Regions from separate parts of the Sus scrofa genome. Here region 1 is linked to region 2. The links are chromatin contacts, called in public HiChIP or PLAC-seq maps. All regions are on one chromosome and are shown on one strand. Each heading gives the region's core, a stretch centred on a gene start, on an enhancer-like site or on the middle of the called end of the contact. The rest is flanking DNA. Distances are from core to core; before and after follow the strand shown.

Evidence for each region. HiChIP or PLAC-seq counts read pairs in DNA pulled down with a chosen protein or histone mark.
Region 1: a contact with region 2 is called in an H3K27ac HiChIP or PLAC-seq map of alveolar macrophages. The contact joins the enhancer-like site here to the promoter of MRPL32 in region 2. A contact is called at or near these places in 1 of 5 promoter capture datasets (fetal skeletal muscle), 1 of 47 Hi-C or Micro-C datasets (undifferentiated spermatogonia) and 1 of 2 datasets of contacts at active chromatin or transcription factors (alveolar macrophages).

The regions. Positions count from the first base shown.
Region 1 is chr18:51,466,779-51,473,066 of Sscrofa11.1, reverse strand. HECW1 (E3 ubiquitin-protein ligase HECW1) reads left to right here. Exons shown (of 28, transcript XM_021079149.1): 14 at 1,126-1,311. Among named protein-coding and RNA genes, the nearest start is that of STK17A, 110 kb to the right of the region's middle. Within about 2 kb of position 2,661, at least 6 of the 83 cell types and tissues checked have an H3K27ac peak or open chromatin away from gene starts, as enhancers often do. A contact at or near this core is called in alveolar macrophages, where this site is marked.
Region 2 is chr18:51,904,452-51,911,011 of Sscrofa11.1, reverse strand. It overlaps MRPL32 (39S ribosomal protein L32, mitochondrial), which reads left to right and starts at 1,721. Exons shown (of 3, transcript XM_021079164.1): 1 at 1,721-1,889; 2 at 3,546-3,727. The coding sequence starts at 1,760. PSMA2 (proteasome subunit alpha type-2) reads right to left here and starts at 1,613. Exons shown (of 8, transcript XM_003360207.5): 1 at 1,483-1,613. The coding sequence starts at 1,523.

The DNA of each region.
Region 1 (6,288 bases), core at 1,412-3,911, 440 kb after region 2:
CAGACCTCAGGTCGCAAGTGATCAGTGTTTGAGGAATTCTTTTCCCTGTAGGAACTGCGGGAGGGGGTCTGAGATGCGCTAAGACTAGAGGCTGGTTCAACAGCCCAAGGGAGCGATGATCCAGGGCTGCCCCGGAGAAGGCGCTGGGAGCAGGGGGAAAATAACTCCATTCAGGAGATATTTCTGCGTGGAATCCGTGGTGCTTGGTACCACCGTGATGGAGAGGGGATGGAATGTGAGGGCTGAGAAACACCTGAGTCCTTTCTCTTCCAGCCCTGAGTTAGGTGGTGGAATCCACATTAAGCAGTAGTTTGATTAGGGGAGGCAGACTGTGGCAGGGAGGAGGCCAGTTTTGAGCAGGTGCTATTTGAGAGCCTCTCACACATCCAGAGCAGCTGCCCAGTGGTGCAAGGGTGAATCATGAAGGGAACCAAGGATGCCAGATATTGATGCCCTGGGTATTGGGCACCAGGTGGCCCTGGACCAGAAGGAACCACTGTCCCAGGCTGCTCTGGCTGCAAGCAGTCTTTCCTCCCACCACACACACCCCAGTCCCGGGAAGCACAATTAGAAATTCTTGAAACTTTCTACATCTATTATCCCCGCCCCCCCATGCACAAAAGTTTTTACAGAGGATTCAAGGGAGTGACAGACCTAACATCCAGCCTTAAATCCCCAGGGAAGCTTAGCGAATACTTCCTATTACACAGACAGATAAGAGGGCCAAGGCAGCCCTCCTCTGACCTGTGCAGTCAGAGAAGGAACGGGGAGGAGAGAGAGGAGTGATGCTCAGAGAGGTAGAAGGAGATTCAAGGGGGCAGAGCCTGGCTGAGGCAGGAGGGAAAGGGAAGGCCGGGCCAGGGTGGGGGAGGAATGGGGAAGAGGGGCCGGAGGGGGAGGCGAGCTTTGAGATGCAGGACGGTCCGCAGTGTCCCAGGCTGCAGGGACAGCAGGTAGGTCCATGTGTGTTTTCGAAGGGCCGATGTTTCCTTCTGGAGCACCCCCTCAAGGCTCGCCGCAGTAAACCCATTCAGCCATCACACTTCCTGCTAAGGAGCTCACGGTGTGCTTGGTCTGTGTTTCTCCTACCCCCACGCCCTTCCCGATCGGCCTGCCGGGTCTCAGAGTGCCTACCGAGTCTTCACCAGTAGCACCTGCTTAAAGCACATGATCCTGAAGGTCCGGCGGGATGCGCGCAACTTCGAACGCTACCAGCACAACCGGGACTTGGTCAATTTCATCAACATGTTTGCGGACACGCGGCTGGAATTGCCCCGGGGCTGGGAGATCAAAACGGACCAGCAGGGAAAGGTGAGCCTAACTGCCGTGTGGGCCTTACATCAGAAGGAGAAGACCTGGGAGCAGTGAGGGGGGGAGTTGGTGAGGAGACAGAAGCCTGCGCCTGAGACCCTCAATGGCCAGGAGGAAGGAAGGGATGCTGTCTGCGTCCGGGTTTCTGTCTCCTGAGGTGGAGGATGTTTCCAGGCATCCCTGGCTTCTGCCCACGGTTGCCCATAGCATCTCCACCAAGTTGTGACATTGTTGTAGTTCCCTTGGCGGGGGAGGGGAGTTGGGGACTGCAGTATCATACCCAGTTGGGAACTATGGGCTACATATTTTTTAGTTTGGGTTTGGAACTTGAAGCCAGATTCTGTTCAGTGACCTTTCTAGTGTCCTGCCTCCTTAGACAGCTAGCTGTCAGGGAATGAAATTATTAGTTTAATAGGAGTGCTATTATTAGATCATTCATTGTGATTTCCCTAATAAGCCTTCAGTTCTCATTAAAAGAGCCTGGCCAACAGGGACAGGCTGAATTGGGCCCATGCAATGTTACTGGCTTACATTTTTATTTTGTGTGTCCCTAACCAATACTCTTTCCCAGCGATGTTTTAACATCTATGAGTTGGCTAAAGTGAGAATGAGAATGCTTTTTTCTTAATTACCATCAGTCATCTCTGGAGTACCAGTGTATTTATAGGACAAGCCAAATGATTTACCAAAGACTTGTCCCTGCATCATCTGTTACAGCCTTTGGTAGAGACAATCCCTTCCTCTCATGGTGGCAAAGGAATCAGGAGCGTTGCCGGCAGACGTGCATCTCAATAGGAAACTGCATCACACAGCTCCTTTCCTCTGTGACAGTGAACACGCAAAGCCACTGTCCCCCAAAGTGGGCTGATGGGGTGTCTCTGTGCACTGGGGAGCCAGAAATTCCTGCCCCACAAACCCTTTAGCATGCTTCACAAGCCAGACCCTCTAGAGTGTGTGGGGAAAGATTGTGTCCACGAATGCAAGTCCATTAGTACGTGGATGTCTGTAGTTGCAGGTGAACTGCAGGGGGGAAGAAGGGGGGTGACTTGTGTAGGAGAAAAGCCGCCATAGCCGGAATCTGTTCTCCAGGACCTTCTTGTTTACTGGTTGTGGCCTCCGCTGGGAGAATGACAGTGAAAAAATGATGTGGTGATAGCGTTTGTGCAAAGAAGCGGAGTAAGTTCCAGAACACCACCTCATCCTCTCGTTCCTCAGTTGGCCAGTTTGCTTCTTGTTTTTACACATTCAGAGTCGACAGCCTTCACTTTGCGTATGCACTCTTGAGGAAGAGGAGGGCTGGGGCTGAGCTGTTTGGTGTCTGAAGACACAGTCCTCCCCACAAGGAGGACAAAACGGTATCTGACTCATCTGCTGTCTTGAAAATCTGAGGAAGGGACACAGCCTCTGCCCAACTTCAGTAGAGATGCCCTGTGAGCCTCAGGGGGGCTTCAGGTCTGGGCCAAGGAGGATGCTTATCATCCAAGATGGGGGGGCTGTGGGTGGTGGGACAGGCGGGACCCCCATCTGTGGCAGGTGTGAGATGGAGGTGGCCTCTACTAAGGAATAGACACACAATGACAAAATGAAAAGGGCCTCTGAAGACCTACATGAAGGAAGCAGAATCTTTATCTGAGCAAAAGCCTGTCTTGTAATTTTCTTCAGAAACAGAAATGAGTATCTTTTAAGATTGCTGCTTGTCATCTGCAACAGAGAAACAGACTCATAGACACACAGAACTTGTGCTGCCAAGGGGGAGGGGGAAAGGAGTAGGATGGACGAGGAGTTTGGGGGTAGTAGATGCAAACCAGTACCCTTGGAATGGATAAGCAATGAGGTCCTGCTATATAGCAGAGGGAGCTATATCCAGTCTCTTGGGGTAATGATGGAGGATAATATGATAAAGGGAAAGGGCGGGTCTGTATACGTGTATGGGCCATGCATATATATACGGGGTCACTTCGCTGCACAGAAGAAATTGGCATAATGTTGTAAACCAAATGTAATTTTTTTAAGAAAGATAGCTGCTTATCATCCATAAAATGGTGCAAGAGCACATACTTCTATTGAGCAAGAAGAAGCCACGAAGAGAAAACAAGCCAAGAGGAAGCAGATGTCAGAAAACAGAACTAGCCTAGGATCTAGCAATCCCCCTCTGGGTGTTGATCCACAAGAAATGAAATTGAAAGCACAAAGAGCTATCTGCACTCCCACATTCTTTATTCAAATAGCAAAGATGTGGAAGCAACCTAAGTGTCTATTGATGGTTGGATGGATAAAGAAAATGTGTACACATACAATGGAATATTATTTAACCTTAAAAAAGAAGGGCATTCTGACACATGCTACCACACGGTTTGACCTGGAAGACATTATGTTAAGTGAAATTAGCTAGGCACAGAAGGACAAATGCCGCATTGTTCCATAGATCTGAGATATCCGAAGTAGTTGAGCTCATACAAAGTAGAATGGTGGTTGCCGGGGGTGCGGGGAGGAGGAAATGGGGAGTTTCTGTTCAATGGGTATAGAGTTTTAGGATGAGATTGGGTACATTCAGGGTGATATGGCCATAGACTAAATACAGAGTTTACACAAGATGAATAAATTCTAGGGATGGGCCACATACAATGCTGTGCCTATAGTTAACAATTCTGTACTATGCACTTTAAAATTTCTTAGAAAGTAAATTTCATGTTAGGTGTTCTACTACAATTAAAAATAAGGAAAGAACATGAGCTAAAATAAATATTTTAAGATTGAAAGGAACAACAAGATGTATGTAATAGCAGAGTGATAAAACAGCAGAACTGACACGCGTAAAATCAAACCACTAACATAGAATATGACCATGGAAATAGCCCCCAAAGCACAGGGAAGACACCAGATTGCAAACAGTGAAGGGGGGGGAGGCAAATGTAAAAACCAAAAAAAAAGTATCTCACCTTCTCTGTGAGATACAATTTAATGTCACATGCTCTCCCAAGATCCCTAACCCACATGCTCTGCTCTGTAATTTACATATTTGTTTGATTTACTGCTTTGTCTGTTTCTCCTAACAGAATGTTAAGCTCCCTGAGAGCCAGGTCATTTGTTTTGCTCATTGATGGAACTTCTAAGGGTCTGGTATAGTGGCTGGCCCATAGTTGACCCTCAGCAAATCTGAATGACTTAAAGATGTTGGTTGAATGACTTAAAGATGTTCCTGAAGAAGAAATCAGAATAATAAGTACAGTAGTGATAAGTAAATATTAAATATAAATATCAAATTATTAATTAAATATTGAAAATAAAACTTTGATCTACAACAAACTGTCCCAGTGGCCAGATTAGTTGAACTCACTGAGTTACAGTAAGATTATTGAACATGAATTCTATATCTATGTATTCTCTGGAATGTCTTGAAATAGAGATTCTTCAAATTTTATCAACATAGAAGCCATGACAACGTGAAAGCCACATACCAAAGAATTAAAATCAGACAAGCTTCAAATTTCTCATCCATGAAACTAAACTAGAGAAACCCACAGAGCAGTGACTACAGGTTATTGATGAGAAATATTGTAGCCAAGTAACCCTATTTTCAGAAACATTGTTATCACTCAAATGCAAAGACACTGGGGAAGAACCTTCCTGTGCAAGCTTTTAGAGCTCACCCTACTCTTTTTGCCTGCCCTCAGCAAACACCAAAAGCCATTCTCCAGATGGCTCGCAAATGAAGTGCAATAGGTAATCAGTAATGGGGGAATCATAGCATTAAAAAAAACTATGGTGGTAGGTATTTAAATCAAATACATAGATGTAAATGTAAATGATTGCTTTACTTTATTTATTTACTTACTTACTTTTTAGGACCACACCTGCTGCATGTGAAAGTTCCCAGGCTAGGGGTCGAATGGGAGCTATATCTGCCAGCCTACACCACAGCCACAGAAACGCTAGAATCAAGCTGCATTTGCAACCTATACCACAACTCACAGCAACCTGGATCCTTGACCCACTGAGTGAGGCCAGGCATCAAACCTGTGTCCTCATGGATGCCAGTCAGGTTTTTTTCCACTGCACCACAATGAGCACTCCCTGTGCTTTAAAATATATTGGAAAAGGCTGATACAATATGGGAAAATATGTATAATAAAAATAGAAGACTCATGTGAAAACGGGTCAGTATCCCCAGAATAGAATTAAAAATATGAGGAAACAGAAGCAGATGGATGAACATGGCCAGGAAAGTTGTGCTAAGTTCCTGGTTGGGAGTAAGGGGAGTCAAAGTGGGTAATTTGAAAAAACAAAGGCTAAGTATAATTATTTGACAAAACTGAAAGGCAGCCATTGTAGCATACAAAGCAAGATTTTTCACTTTTCAATTTCTACAAAAGATAACATTAAACAAAATACAGTCTTTGTGCCAAAACACACCAAAAATTCCACAAGGAAGCACAAAATTGAAATAATAAAAATAAAATAACAAAAGTAAAGCCAGGCATAACAGTTGTGGCAGCAAGTGAAAATAGGGTAAACTTACACAGCAAAAGGTATTACTATCAGATTTAATAGCGAACAAATCCAGTTTATAAAAAGACATACCTAAGAAATGATTCAGAAATGTTGGTAGTAAAAAATAAATATTAATATAGAACAATAACAGAAAAGTCAGTGGTGGGTTATTAATATCATACATCTATTATCTTTGGAATGCACAAGAAATGAGATCCTGCTGTACAGCTCTGGAAACTATGGCTAGTCACTTATGATGGAGCATGATCATGTGAGAAAAAAGAATGTATACATGTATGTGTGACTGGGTCACCCTGCTGTACAGTTGAAAATTGACAGAACACTGTAAAGCAGCTATAATGGAAAAAATAAAAATCATGAAAAAATAAATAAGAATTTTAAAAAAGAGAGTTGAAATCTGAATCATTAAAATGGGGTCAAAGACAGGAGGTCTCTGGTGGCCTATAGGTTAAGGATCTGGTGTTA
Region 2 (6,560 bases), core at 472-2,971:
AATTTGTTTACTCGCTTATTATCAATATCCCCAACTCAATGTAATCTTCAAAAACACCCCTGCAGCCTATAGTTCAGTCTCTGGTCACTTCCATCATTAATAGTCTAATACGGTATTACAACCGGCTAGAAACAAATGTTTTAACTAAAACAGAACTGCACCGTCATGTTAAAGAACAAGAGTGTATTTTAATAAAGAAACTTATCATAGAAAGATTCAGCCCCTGATAACGAACGGCTGTTTTATGTTTCAGCTCCCCTAGGATCACTCTTCGTTACAGATAAAAGTCCAGGTTTGTTCTGCTCATGAATATGAACAGTGACTACTTGGCAAATACTGTTTTCTATCTCTGTATATGATAAGATCTTTTATTAAAAAGAAGGTGTTTCAGTATTTTAAGAAGACATCATACAATAATGTAAAGTATTAATTTTGTCGTCAGAAAAAAACTCGGCTGGAACGTTAACTCAGCTATTCATCTATGACCACTGGACGAGTTATTTAATTGGTCTGAGCGGTGGTAATTAGCTCATCTGTAAAGCGCTGCGATAACATTTACCACACATGGAGGCAGAAAGAGATGCAGTAAGCTGCACCCACATAAAGTACTCAACAAGTTAGACCTCGCCTGCTTTCAGCAGTCAAAATAAGAATATATGTTAAACGAGGCATCACTGATCTATAGGAAAATGATCAAACTGAACCATTCCCCCGCTCGATTATTAAATCTTTCAATGATGATTTTCTTACACTGGAAATGATGACAATTCATTTCAAATTTATTTTGAAAAATATACTTATATATTTACTCTAAAAAAGGCCTACAACCTTTCTACAAACAAACAAAAAATCCCCCTCCCAATACAACAGCCAAAAAGCGCAAATGCAGCCGAGGAGTTTGGAGTCCTCAAACCAGGGGGCAGAAAGATTACCGCTTTCATTTTCAGTCCTTAAACTTCCGGTGGGAGCACCAAGGAAACCGAAAGCGGGAAGAGCTTTCGAAAGACATTAATGCCAAATGCAGTCTAAGACTCGGACCAAACTGGAAAGTTGGCCTTTCCGAGAAAAGGAACCCCATAGATTTGACCAAGATTCCGCGCTCCGGAAGCTCCCGAAATCAGGCCTACTTGGGTAAAAAAAACCAAAACTGTGAGTTCTGAACGGGACACTCAGAGACAGCGAACCCAAAGCTGCCTTTTCTAGTGCCCAAAGCCAAAGAAAACACCTCGGTGAGGGCCTCCACCTCCCGCAGCGCCAAGGTCGCCCGGGATCCCCGGACTCGCGTCCCCACAGCCCCCCGACACCAATGCTCCCCAGGCCGCGGGAGGGCCCCGCAAATGACTTTGCAAAGTCGCATTTCCACCCCCAAGCCCTCCTGGGCCTTCTGAAAGCACCAGGCCAGAGACCAGGATGGGAAAAACCGGGTCGGCTGAGCTCCTGCAACCTCAGCTACATGGAGGACCTCGGAGACCCCTTCCCTACCTGAATGTAGTCAGCGAAAAGCTGTAACCACGCTCCGCCATCTTTACCCGAAGATCCAAGGCACAGCCGCACACATGCGCACTGAAGCCCGTTTCTTCTCATTTCCCCTCCCCGCGCCTTCCTTTCTCTCTCTCTGATTGGAGAAGAATCAGAGCCGCTCCAGAGGCATGCTGGGCATTGTAGTTCTAAACGAGACGTTGGCCGACTCTGATCTGTGCGCATGCTCGAGGTAGGGGTGGGCCCCCGGCCCGATGGGCGTGGTTTTTGGGCGAGCAACATGGCGTCCGCCATGCTGGTGCTGGTGGTTCCGCCGTGGCCCGCAGCCCGGGGACTTCTCCGGAATTGGTGGGAACAACTGCAACGGAAGCTTCAGCACAACCGGCTAGGCCTTCCCCTTCATCCTTGGGGTAGGTAAAGAAAACCTCCGTGGAGAGCGGTTTGGGCCCGGGGACCCCAGGCATGGTTGTGGACCCCGCTCCTGCTCTGCCCTCCTCCCGCGGTCTGATCTCCCGCAGAGCGTAGAGGACATTGTCCTGGACCTTCATTTACTTAGAAGCAAGAGACAGCAATTTTTGCTCCCCAGTCCCCTGCAAAAAAGGAAAAAGGCCCTGCACTTGTCCCATTCGTGCCTAGGGGCTGAAGGGCATTAGCTTGGCACCACGCCGAGCTGCTGTTTCGATCCTCTTGTCTTTCCTTTCGTTCCACTTCCTAAAGCAATTTGCCTTCCGGTGTTTGAGCTCTGTGCAGTTGAATCCTGATCCTCTGTTTCCCATGGCAACTAAGTTTTGCTTTTTAGGGCCTCAGCCCCAGGCGTACGGAAGTTCCCAGGCTAGGGGTCAAATCGGAGCTACCGCTTCGGGCCTGCGCCACAGCCACAGCAATGCTGGATCCCAGCCGCATCTGGGACCTACACCACAGCTCACTGCAGTGCTGGATTTTGACCCACTGAGCGAGGCCAGGGATTGAACCCACATCCTCATGGATATTAGTCGGATTCATGTCTGCAGCCCCAAGACGGGAACTCCCAACAGAAACTACTTTTAAATGGAAGCATCTTGGATGTCATTGATTCCACATTTACATTCTCCTCGATTTTGAAGGTATCCAGAACATGGAAGTGATAATACCCAGGTAGTATGTCAAAATTTATATGTGCTTCCTGGGATAAATCTCCACAACTGTCCCATTAGGTGTCTGCACTTTTCTACAGATGTAGGCTCAGAAGGGAACCAAAGTGACACAGGCCGTCCAGAGCCTGTGCTCTTAACCACTTGTCTGGGCTTAGCAATACTTTTAGATAAACTGAAAAGGAATACCAGTTGTTAAGTGTTAGACATCTTTGTATACTTTTAAAAGTTTCTAAGATCAAGAAGTATTTTAGGTCTGAAGAATTTAGCCAGGAGAGGGTGAAGGAATCTCTTTGGTTTTATAAACAATTTAGAAAAACAAGAGTGAAACGTTGGGGATCACCTAAATAATTAATATCTTACAAAGAATGAGGAGCTAGTTCTTTTCCTTGGAGAATTGACATGGATCAAGATTAAATATCATGAAGAGCTAAGTGACTTAAAGTGTCTGCCAGGACAGAGGCGCTAACGCAGTTTGAATCTAATAAAGGACCAGTCAACATTTATCTCAGGGCCAGTGGAAAGCATAGATGTCCTTGCAAAGTAACTAGGTACTGCCCACCAAGTAGAATGTGGACAACTGAGTAAATTTTTTTTTCGGTCTTGTGTTGGGTGCCTCTCAGACTTTTTTCATGTTTACTACTCACCCCCTGAGTTCTGTATTACAAGACGAGAAACTTTTGGTAAAATTTCACTGATTGATTTAAGCAGGTGCTGCTAAGAAAAATTCTGTGTTCTTTAAAATGACTTCATGTATGAGCTTTAGTATATTGTAATGGCTGCTAAGGTTTCCTGTTAAATGTCTGTTGACTGTAATATTTTATCTATGTATGTGCCTGTTGATATATCACTGTTGATTGTTAAGGAGAGTGATATCTGTAAATAGTCATTTAGAAACTAGAAACTGATTCTGTATCTCCATGTTTTATTTTGTAGGACCAGCATTGGCAGTCCAAGGTCCAGCTATATGTACAGAACCAGCAAATGATACCAACGGAAGCAAGGCGATTTCCAGCCTTTTGGATAGTGTCTTTTGGATGGCAGCTCCCAAAAACAGACGTAGCATTGAAGTTAACCGGTGTAGAAGAAGAAACCCTCAGAAGCTTATTAAAGTTAAGGTAACACGATGATTTTTGTTGATGTGCTGTTTCTCCTCTACACTGCATTTTCTCTCAGTTTATCCAGATAGCCTATGAGTAAATTATTTTTGGATCTTATATGTCTCCTGTTCTCTGACCTAAATTAAATACAATATTCTTATTATGTGTGCCCACTGTCCTGTAGCCTAAATACTAGCAACACAGTCAAAGAGAAAGTTTGGAGTCTGGATAGGAATGGGTTGTAAAGAGTCTACTTGACGTTTGTCTTGTGAGTTATGCCAGTCCTGAGCTGTGTGCCTTTGAACCACGTATGAATAAACCTTTTTTTTTTTGTCCTTGGCTTTTTGAGGGCCGTACCCACGGCATATGGAGGTTCCCAGGATAGGGGTCTAATGGGAGCTGTAGCCGCCAGCCTACACCATAGCCACAGCGACACCGGATCCGAGCTGCATCTGCGACCTACACCACAGCTCACAGCAACGCCAGATCCTTAACCCACTGAGCAAGGCCAGGGATCGAACCTGAAACCTCATGGTTCCTAGTTGGATTGGTTTCTGCTGTGCCACAACAGGAACTCCTGAATAAACATTTTTAACTATGCAGAGTCTAAAGTTAAAATCCCAAGATCTATGGGATATTGGGTTTTACTAGCCCTAACAGATTTATTCTATTCTTCACTGTATCCAGTAAATTACCATGAAGGAAAATCCTCAGGTAAGTAATAAACATAGCTAATATCTATTAGCGCCTAAGATGTATCTGAGCACTTTTTGTGAACTATCTTATCATAGCCTCACACCAACCCTCCAGAGTAAATACTGTTTTGCTCAGTTCTAAGATAAAGAAACTCAGGCAAAGGGAATTTGCCTTTGGTCACAAACTTACGTGGGGGAGCCAGAAGCTGATCCCCGGCAGTCTCCCTTTTGGGCTCACATCCCCTCTTGAAACTGTGTGCGTGTGTTCCTGTCCTCGGGCAGTTCTTGATCTCAGTGCTCCTTCTCCTCCTCATCTCCAGTGGGTACACTTTCTTCATTGATCTAGTAACAGAAATCATAATGTTTGCTACCTTTCATCTGCTAATTTATGGCTTTTACAGCCGCAATTTGAGTTCCTGTTTACTCCAGGGCATTCTCCCCAGCAGCAGGGCGGTGCAGATGGAACTCAGGAGCAGAGCATTGACTTTCACAAGCCTACTCAGTCAGTATAGCAGGCGCAGCGCTCAGCCCAAAAGTATCACTGAGCCATGGTTGGGACCAGACCTAAAATGTGTAACTGAAAAATACTCCATTAATTAAGGTAGCAGTAACCCGTATCATTTGGTTGAGGGCATGTAAGATTTTAGGAATGAGCTCTATCCCATGGTTTCCCTGACTTGGTTTTATCTGAGGGAAAAGAGGAGCTCCTGTTCTGCGGATTCATTTTCTTACGGGCTTGTTTTCTGCTTCATACAGAATATTATGCTGAGCTCTTTGTTAGGAAAAGGGCACCAACTGACTGGGTATCTTTTCCATACCTCGAGTGGGAAGTGCAATCCAGTTTTCTAGGTACCAGAGCAGAGTGAGAAGCTGGGGGTGGGTGGGTAATTTACAGGTTTTTTTGTTTCTCAGAAAAATGAGATTCTTTTGTCATCTACCCCATACATGTTTATTAGTCTTAGCAGGTGTTTAGAGTTTCTTTGATGCTGCTGTTAACTATTTTTCTTTATATTTCAAATCTACCTTTGGAACACATTGAAAAGAACCTCTTTAGAGGTTAGAATTGTCTTACTAAAGTTGGATAGACATAGAAAAACCCATTAAAATACCCTCAAATTATAATTTATGGGGTGTTTTACATTAAGGAATAATCAGTGTTCATTTATAGGAAGAAAAATGACACCGTATACCAACTATACTTCATACAGGAATTTGAATTAGACTGTGATGTTCAGAGGAAGCCAGGTCGTAATGCATTTAGCATCTTGTTCGTCCCAGGATGGGTTGAAAGAAAAAGTGAATTCCCTTTTCCTTGGTCTTATTTAAGATGCTGGCCATGTGAATCAGCCTGTTGTGTTGATGGGCTCTTTATCAGATGTTTAGCTTTTGAAGATGGGGGAATGGAGTATCATTTCACATAAAATGACTACTGTATTTAAGGAAAAGTGTACCAGACTCATGGAGTCTCCTGGTGGCTCAGCAGGTTAAGGATCTGGCATTGTCACTGCTGTGGCACAGGTTCGATCCCTGGCCTGGAACTTCCATGTGCTGCAGGCCTGGCCAAAAAAAAGGTATACGAGGTTGAAAGTCTGAGTTCTACTCCCAGTTTTTCTACGAATTCAGATCAGCATATGTCCTTGTTCCCTTATAAAGATGGGGTTGAACTCGGTGGGGTGTGAACATTCCAAGACAGTTCACATATGAGCCCCACCCCATCGGAGGTGATTTGTGCATTATGTTGCCTCTTGTTTAAATGTTTTTGTTTGTTTGTTTTTAAGAACAATATAGATGTTTGTCCTGAATGTGGACACCTGAAACAGAAACACATCCTCTGTGGCTATTGCTATGAGAAGGTGCGCAAGGAGACAGCGGAAATCAGACGACAGATGGGGAAGCAGGAAGGGGGCCCTTTCAGGGCTCCTACCACGGAGACCGTGGTGCTGTACTCAGGGGAGACACCCTCAGAGCAGGATCAGGGCAAGAGGATCATTGAGCGAGAGCGGAAGCGGCCGTCCTGGTTTACCCAGAACTGACACCAGCCATGTTTCAAGAGGATAACGTCACATAAGACATTGCTCCCGAAAAAAAAAAAGAAAGATTCTTTGTTGGTTATGCGGTTTTCTTGGCTATTCTTCATTTTTATGCTTGTTTTTAAA